Regions from separate parts of the Xenopus laevis genome. Here region 2 is linked to region 1. The links are chromatin contacts, called in public Hi-C maps. All regions are on one chromosome and are shown on one strand. Each heading gives the region's core, a stretch centred on a gene start, on an enhancer-like site or on the middle of the called end of the contact. The rest is flanking DNA. Distances are from core to core; before and after follow the strand shown.

The links. Hi-C and Micro-C count contacts between places; a contact is called where the count stands out from the background.
Region 2: a Hi-C map of the XTC cell line shows a contact between it and region 1, with 4 times the contacts expected there. The contact joins the enhancer-like site here to the promoter of spry1.L in region 1. A contact is called at or near these places in 2 of 4 Hi-C or Micro-C datasets (the XTC cell line and animal cap).

The regions. Positions count from the first base shown.
Region 1 is chr1L:69,658,388-69,662,829 of Xenopus_laevis_v10.1, forward strand. It overlaps spry1.L (sprouty RTK signaling antagonist 1 L homeolog), which reads right to left and starts at 2,900. Exons shown (of 1, transcript NM_001137585.1): 1 at 1,941-2,900. The coding sequence starts at 2,900. The coding sequence ends at 1,941.
Region 2 is chr1L:69,780,210-69,784,061 of Xenopus_laevis_v10.1, forward strand. All of the region lies in intron 14 of spata5.L (ATPase family protein 2 homolog), which reads right to left. Among protein-coding and RNA genes, the nearest start is that of spry1.L, 120 kb to the left of the region's middle. Within about 2 kb of position 1,797, at least 1 of the 7 cell types and tissues checked has an H3K27ac peak or open chromatin away from gene starts, as enhancers often do.

The DNA of each region.
Region 1 (4,442 bases), core at 1,650-4,149:
TATACTGTTTAACTTTTTTGGTTTAGAATTTCTAAGGTAATGTGATGTAATCAAAGGTGCCCATTTGCCCAGGTCTCACAACCAATCACATTTGTTTTCAAACAGCCGACCACTAACTGATACAAGCCGATTGGTTGTTATGGGTTTCTTGACCACCTTAAAATGTTGCACTTTTTGTTACGTTACCCCTATTTGTTTGACCATCTTAATAAAGGATGAATAGGAGATTTCAGACTAATTTAATCTATTACATAAACAAGTCTACTTATTGTTACTTTGTGGTTACCTGTTACACAGACAGCAAAGCGCCCCCTAGTGAAGGAATATACACCAGAGGCCTTTTATAATTAAAAAATAAAAAAACACTAACCCTCCATGGCCCTAAGAGAAATAGAAGGTAGGGACAAGTGTGGTAGTAATGGTAAAGACACAAGCTGCAAACGCAGGAGAGGTATAAAACAAGGACAAAAAAAACATTGTTTACCGTTAAAATACATTTTAATTAAATTAAAAAAATCATTCTGAAATATATGCTACAGAGTGGAACAGGCCATATTGGTGTGGATATTGACTTCTGACAAAATAAAGAAATAACAAGACACGTACTTATTAATTATTATATTTTTTCTGCATTATAGTTAACATACGTACTCTTCTGTGTCACCCCTTATTTCTCAGTAAGTATTGATACTTTTGCTATATTCAGATGAGTAAAAATTTTTTTAACTGTTCTTTGTAATAAATATCATAAAATAATAGATTCACGTAATAAATATTCTTTACAATAAAAAAACGTTTTTAACAGACTTTTGTCTTAAAAATAGTCAATATTCAACTTTGTGATTTGTACATAAAATATACAAAAATGCCTGGGTGTGGCCAAGACATTAAAAAAAAAAAAAAAAAAAACAGAAAAACACTTAAAATATAAGAAAAACACACAAGGAAAAAAAAAAAAAAAAGAAGAACAAGTCACCAGCAAGAAACTATTGGTTCCAAGGGTGAAAGAGCTTATTTCTTTAAGGCTACTGAATTGAATTGTCTGGCATATAAAGATAAACTATAGTAACAGAAACACTATAAAGGCAGCGTTGGATAATATGAAGCCCCCCAGATGGTGTAAAATTACAATTCCCGATACCCTTCACCACCACCCTAGTTGGGAAGGGAGTGCAGGATGCCGTTGCAGTTCTACAACATCTGCAGGATTGCAAGTTACCCATAGCTGCAATAAGGCAAGCTTGGTGGTGTGCATGAGAGAAGTTTAAAACCCCAAACTGCAGAAAAAATCCTTCAACAAAGACACATTAACAGACCAATGTCAGCGATGCTTCTCTACACACAGGCAACAGAAATGGGATGAGAAAAAGGGGGCAAAGGCTCATATGGATTAACCCCTCTGCTGCAGGCACAAGGTTAGGAACAACTCTTCCCATAGAGCCAGTGATAACACTGCAATTTGTAAGGCTCTGCAGGAGCTTCTATTATACAGACTGTGCCTTTCTGTATAAAGGGGTTACATATGCATTCGGATATACAGAAGAAAGGAGAAGGGGGAGCTGTTACTAGACTTCTCCTGCGGTGATTAAAAGAGAAAAAAAAAAAAAAAAAAAAAGACGCCCACATTCCAAGTCACAAAATGAACCAAAAAATAGGTTGATAAAAATCAGATATACCATTAATAGCTACAGTTTTAACCGAATGTACTTGTTCCGTTGAGAATAAAAGGGCTCCCATTAACCTCCCCCCCTTTTCCTCACCACAAGACTGTGTTAATGCCTGTGCATGAAAGGATCAGTTACAGTAATATGGATTACTGTGTGATAAAGGTCAATATTAGAACATTATTACGGGGAAAAGGAAGTCACACGCACAAACAAACAAACACACACACTCTTTTCCACAATGTGTCAGGAGAAGCCAAACGCTCTCCTCTAAAGTCAGGAGGGCTTGCCCTGGCCTCGGGGAACGTCGTCCAGTTTGCAATATACTGTATTTGAGTTCTTGCATCGGCAGCCTGGGCGATTAACTCTGTCATAACATTCTCGGCACAGTTTTAAACATCCCTTGGCAGGAGGGTAACAGAGCAAGCAGGGTAAGAAGATGGACATTACTCCCATGCAAAGGTACCTAGACCAGCAGTGTGATTGGGTACAAGAGCAAGGATTATCCGCATAAGAGTCTCCCTCATCGTCATTGGAACAGTGGTAGAAAGCTGCTTTGACCAGACACATGCAAGTGCTGTATTCCACCATGCTCTCCACAGAGCACAGACATTGCCTGTTACAAGCCAGGCACGAAGGCAGGGTCCTTGGAGCAGTGCAGTCTCCGCATTTACACTTCCCACACTGTTCACATATAAACCGGTGTTGTGAATAGTCCATTTTTATTGAGCTCTTTATGTCCTCCACAGGCAAAGCACTGGCCTTGGGCTGCATTCGGACTATCCTTTCAGTCCTGTGACCAGAGGCTGATCTGGGTGGTGGGCATTGCCCCAGGAGTTCTTGCTCAGAGGAAGCACTATTTGTACTACCAGAACTGGCTGCACTACCAGTGCTAGTCGACCTGCTGAGCCCAGGGGCCCTTCCATTAGGTTGGTGTCCTGTGTGTGCCCAGTGAGTGGGCCTGTGCTCATTGTTATTATTCACATTGATTGGTATGATTTCGTGAGTCCGTTCCAGCTTAATGTGCCTCGGGGCAGTTTTCGGTGCAGTCTTTTTTACCATGGATGGGCCTTCCGTGTATTCATTCCTGCTCCGAAGAGCTTTGATCTGATCCAAGGACAAGATAGCTGCTGGCTGAACCTCCCGTTCATATTCCAACCGCTGCCGGCTGTCTAAAGATGGCTGCTGTATCACGACTAATGAACCACCAATGCCATGTTGACTTTGTAGCTCCATCTGTAGTGATCTTGATTTCTGGCATTCAACGTGAACTTGGCATGCATCTGAAAACCTGCCAACAAAAAAAGATAAATATTTAAGAATGGTGTTTTGGGAGACAACATAAGGGACAAATGTGAATCATCGCAGTGAAAAATGTAAATTTCCCCCTTTATATTTAATATACTCCTTGCTACAATGAGATAACCGAGAATGCGGAATGAAAGCCATTGTGTGTGTGGCAGAACCCAACTGTGCGTGTGCATGATGCAACTGGTTCAGGAAAAACACAAAGCCTCCAGATACTGTAACATTACAGTCTCAGCGCCGAGTTCGTCTTGCTTTGCTAATGTGCATGCTAACAAAGCCACACATAATGATTTTTGGTAATGAGAACCTAGCCGGGTGGAGAAAAGATATATATTTCTGAAAAAAATAAGCTTTTTAGTTTTACTCAACTGTATAAGAAAGTCACCAATCACAAAAAGGGCTGAAGTCTATAGCCAGGAATTTCAGTGGATTATTCTGGGGAAGGGGCTATATCTTCAAGTATTGTTGTTTAAAGCAAATCTAACTTCTAGAGCTTTGCCATAGAGAAATAAAGAATGCAGCAGACCCCTGTCATTTAATATTCACCTCAGCTGCAGTTCTCAGCAAGCAAAAAAAAGGGAGAAAGAGAGAAAAAAGAGACAGAAGGAGAAGTAATCAGTCTGTGCTGCCAGCGCTAACCTCCAGCTTATCTGTTCCAGTGATCCCCTAAGCAGCAGTGTTCCAGTGTAGGCGCAGGATTGGATCTTTAGGTTGAATGTATATTGGCAAGGCAGATGCAGAGATGAGGGGTGAAGCAGAGATGAGGGGTGATAGCAGCAGCACCCAACAGCCACAGATGAAGGCACGTGCAGAGGTGCATGCCTGCCACACTAACAAATCCCACAGCTCACCGAAGTGTCACACCTCCAGCTGCACAATACACACACGCCAAAACACTTCCATTGAAGAAGAGGAAAGTCGCACGATCTGCTGCGCAGAAAATGCCAATAGTCGATACCTGTAGTACAATGTGCGCCAAATGTATCAAGAGCCCTGAGCTGGACAGAAGGAATGGGCAAAGCTATGGATATGGGGGAGAAGGAAAGGCAGATTGATTGGGGAAGGGAGGACTACAGGGAGAGAATCCCAATGATCAGAGAGGGGGAGACTGGAAAGGAAGGAAAAAGTTATGAATGAAAAACAAGTCGTGACTGTGAGGAGGAGGGAGAGAGGCACAGATTGCCACAGGGGGGCAGACTTTCCGCATATTGCAGCTCTTTCCCATCTGTTCCCTGCTTGGAGCCCCAGTACAAGAGATGGTTCCCCCAGCTCTACGGTGTCTCGCTTTTCATTACCCCATGCCAAGTGTGCCAGCGTCCTCTCCCCTCTATTCACTGTCCTACACATTCCATAGAAATACCCACTCGCCAGCACTAGTCCAACTACCTGCACCCACCACTAGGTTAGGTGTCTCAGGCCCCATGATCCTGCGTTGGAAGGGAGTAGGGGGGTACAGTACACAGTTCCTTT
Region 2 (3,852 bases), core at 547-3,046, 120 kb after region 1:
ATGAAATAATTTTTAAAAATTTTGATTATTTGGATAACCTGTAGTCTATGGGAGATCGCCTTCCTGTAATTCGAAGCTTTCTGGATAATGGGTTTCAACAGATCCCATACCTGTAGTCCAGACATTTAGTTCTCCCCCTGTAAAGCCTACAACCAAACTATAAATATAGGGGTCCGTTTACTAAAGTGCGTTAAATCTGACTTTAAGTTTCCGCATGTTATCGCTGAGAATATTTTTACGCCAGAATATTCGCAGCGACTAAATTTACTAAACAGCGATGCGCTCAGAAGTCATTGCGATCACTTGCGGTAACTACGATAAGGAACCAGCTTACGTTAGAGGTAATTTTAGCGAGTTGCGAATTTTCTGGCGAAAAATTACGTTTTTGCGAATATTTATGCTATAAAATAGTCTTGTTTTATGGCGGTTATTATGGCAATTTTTACTGTGACATTTATGGCCAGAAATGCATCTTCAAAACTTATAAACTTTATTGACTGATGATTATACCATCCAACAACATCACCAGAGTACCACCAATCAAACATTTATGCATCATATAAACCCTTCTGCCAATAGAATCATAGGAAATGATACCAGTCAATCTCTTTGCTTCATAGAAATGTACAGTTTAATGTAGCCAATCCCAATGAAACCAAAAAGTGTAGAGGCTGACGAATCCTTGGACTGTGATGCCACTGCCAATAATACGACTCTGAGCTGAAACTGCTGCTGTTGCACCAGATAGAAACAGAAGCCAAACATCCTGTCAGCAATAGCTACAGATCTCTCTCCTGTCAGCAAAGAATGATGGGTAAAAAAAAAACATTATTATGGGATATTTCCTGCCCCTTGAGAATTTTCTGGCAGAAAAAATACTTTTACGCCACTTCATATGTGGCGGTAAAAGTTTGCGAATATTCTGGCGTTAATTTTGTCTTTAGCACATTTCGCTGTTTAGTAAACCATGCGTTAATGTGTACGTAGCGTTATTTTCAGCAAATGCGATAACTGGCGAACAATTATTCTTGCGCAAGAAAATTCGCAAATTTATATTTACCGCAGGTTAGTAAACTGGCGATAACATATTTGGCGAAAATTCTGTCTATATATTGTGCGAATATTTTTAACGCACTTTAGTAAACGGACCCCAGAGTTCCTAAACTAATAAAATGTGCTTTGGGATTAATATGCGTGTAATCTGTTGGCTTCAGGATGTATTTAATTATACAGCAGAATGATACATAAAAATATATCACCCCGTTTGCCCTATGGTTAAGTAATGTATAAAACAATTCTGACTTTGATCAGTGAGTGGGTACCTTTATCCCTGCCGGTAAAACACCTGCCAAGGTCGGAATTACAAATTTACAGGCAATGTAGTTGCCGTTAATTTGTAATACCCTTAACAAAAGCCCTTGGCCCTCCAGTGGAATTTACCGTTTCTTTGTTTTCTTGGTATTGCAAGACATGGCCCGGCCCATTTGTGGAACCCCCCCATGTCTCCACCAATTTTTGCATCACAGTCCGCCCCTTTTTGCATCATGGCCTGCCCCTTTAGTTCCCGTCCCCACAACTGTCCGGTAAATATTTTTTTGAAAAGGTGGCAACCCTACCCACAAGTTAGACAGACAGATGACAAAGAACGGAAAGGAAATCGGGTCATTGGGTGGCTTATTTTTCATTGAATAGGTATGTATGAATACATGGAGAAGCTCTTGCACAAAGTTTTTACTGCCTAAGGCTTCACACATTAGTCACACAGTAAACATACAGTGGTAATCACTCAACCATTCCTTGAAAAATGATGGCACACAGTGAGCACTACAGTGGTGTGAAAAACTATTTGCCCCCTTCCTGATTTCTTATTCTTTTGCATGTTTGTCACACTTAAATGTTTCTGCTCATCAAAAACCGTTAACTATTAGTCAAAGATAACATAATTGAACACAAAATGCAGTTTTTAAATGAAGGTTTACGTTATTAAGGGAGAAAAAAAACTCCAAATCTACATGGGCCTGTGTGAAAAAGTGATTGCCCCCCTTGTTAAAAAATAACTTAACTGTGGTTTATCACACCTGAGTTCAATTTCAAAGGTTATAAAGCCATTTCTAAAGCTTTGGGACTCCAGCGAACCACAGTGAGAGCCATTATCCACAAATGGCAAAAACATGGAACAGTGGTGAACCTTCCCAGGAGTGGCCGGCCGACCAAAATTACCCCAAGAGCGCAGAGACAACTCATCCGAGAGGCCACAAAAGACCCCAGGACAACATCTAAAGAACTGCAGGCCTCACTTGCCTCAATTAAGGTCAGTGTTCACGACTCCACCATAAGAAAGAGACTGGGCAAAAACGGCCTGCATGGCAGATTTCCAAGGCGCAAACCACTTTTAAGCAAAAAGAACATTAAGGCTCGTCTCAATTTTGCTAAAAAAACATCTCAATGATTGCCAGGACTTTTGGGAAAATACCTTGTGGACCGACGAGACAAAAGTTGAACTTTTTGGAAGGTGTGCCTCCCGTTACATCTGGCGTAAAAGTAACACAGCATTTCAGAAAAAGAACATCATACCAACAGTAAAATATGGTGGTGGTAGTGTGATGGTCTGGGGTTGTTTTGCTGCTTCAGGACCTGGAAGACTTGCTGTGATAGATGGAACCATGAATTCTACTGTCTACCAAAAAATCCTGAAGGAGAATGTCCGGCCATCTGTTCGTGAACTCAAGCTGAAGCGATCTTGGGTGCTGCAGCAGGACAATGACCCAAAACACACCAGCAAATCCACCTCTGAATGGCTGAAGAAAAACAAAATGAAGACTTTGGAGTGGCCTAGTCAAAGTCCTGACCTGAATCCTATTGGCATGACCTTAAAAAGGCGGTTCATGCTAGAAAACCCTCAAATAAAGCTGAATTACAACAATTCTGCAAAGATGAGTGGGCCAAAATTCCTCCAGAGCGCTGTAAAAGACTCGTTGCAAGTTATCGCAAACGCTTGATTGCAGTTATTGCTGCTAAGGGTGGCCCAACCAGTTATTAGGTTCAGGGGGCAATTACTTTTCACACAGGTTTGGATTTCTTTTCTCCCTAAATAATAAAAACCCTCATTTAAAAACTGCATTTTGTGTTTACTTGTGTTATCTTTGACTAATAGTTAAATGTGTTTGATGATCAGAAACATTTTGTGTGACAAACATGCAAAAGAATAAGAAATCAGGAAGGGGGCAAATAGTTTTTCACACCACTGTATATGCACCCATTTTTAGTGGAGTAAATAGACATTACTGGGCCCCAGAGAAGATTAAATTTAAGGCCCCGAATCTTTGGTAAATTGAAATATTCTACCAAGATATGTTGACTGCACTACCCTCCTGGGTGCCCCCTGGCAACCGCAGGGTCTGCTTCCTCTGTAGATACGCCCCTGGTCATTGGCCACTTCCCACTAACAGTTATGTGCTTGGTACATTTTATTTTGCAGGCCATAAAAACTTTTCAGGCTCTCTAAGTGTGCAGGCTCTCTAAGTGTGTTTTTTAGGTATCCTGGCATACACTTAGAGGCCTATTTATCAAAGTTCAAAATTCTGTAGTGTTAGAGGTTTTTTCAACCATGGCTAAACTCACATTTTAAAGAAGCATGAATGTCTGCTTATTTATTAAAAGATCTGAATATAAAATGCACAAACGAATAAAAACAAGCAACGAATCGGAATTAAGAATAAGCAAAAAGCTCGCATTGACTTCTACATGACCTCTGCAGCTTTTAGATGGTGTACTTTTACATGGTTTTTACACCATAAATAGCGCAAATTTCATTAAAAAAAATACAAACATTAATGCATCAGCTCCTTAGAG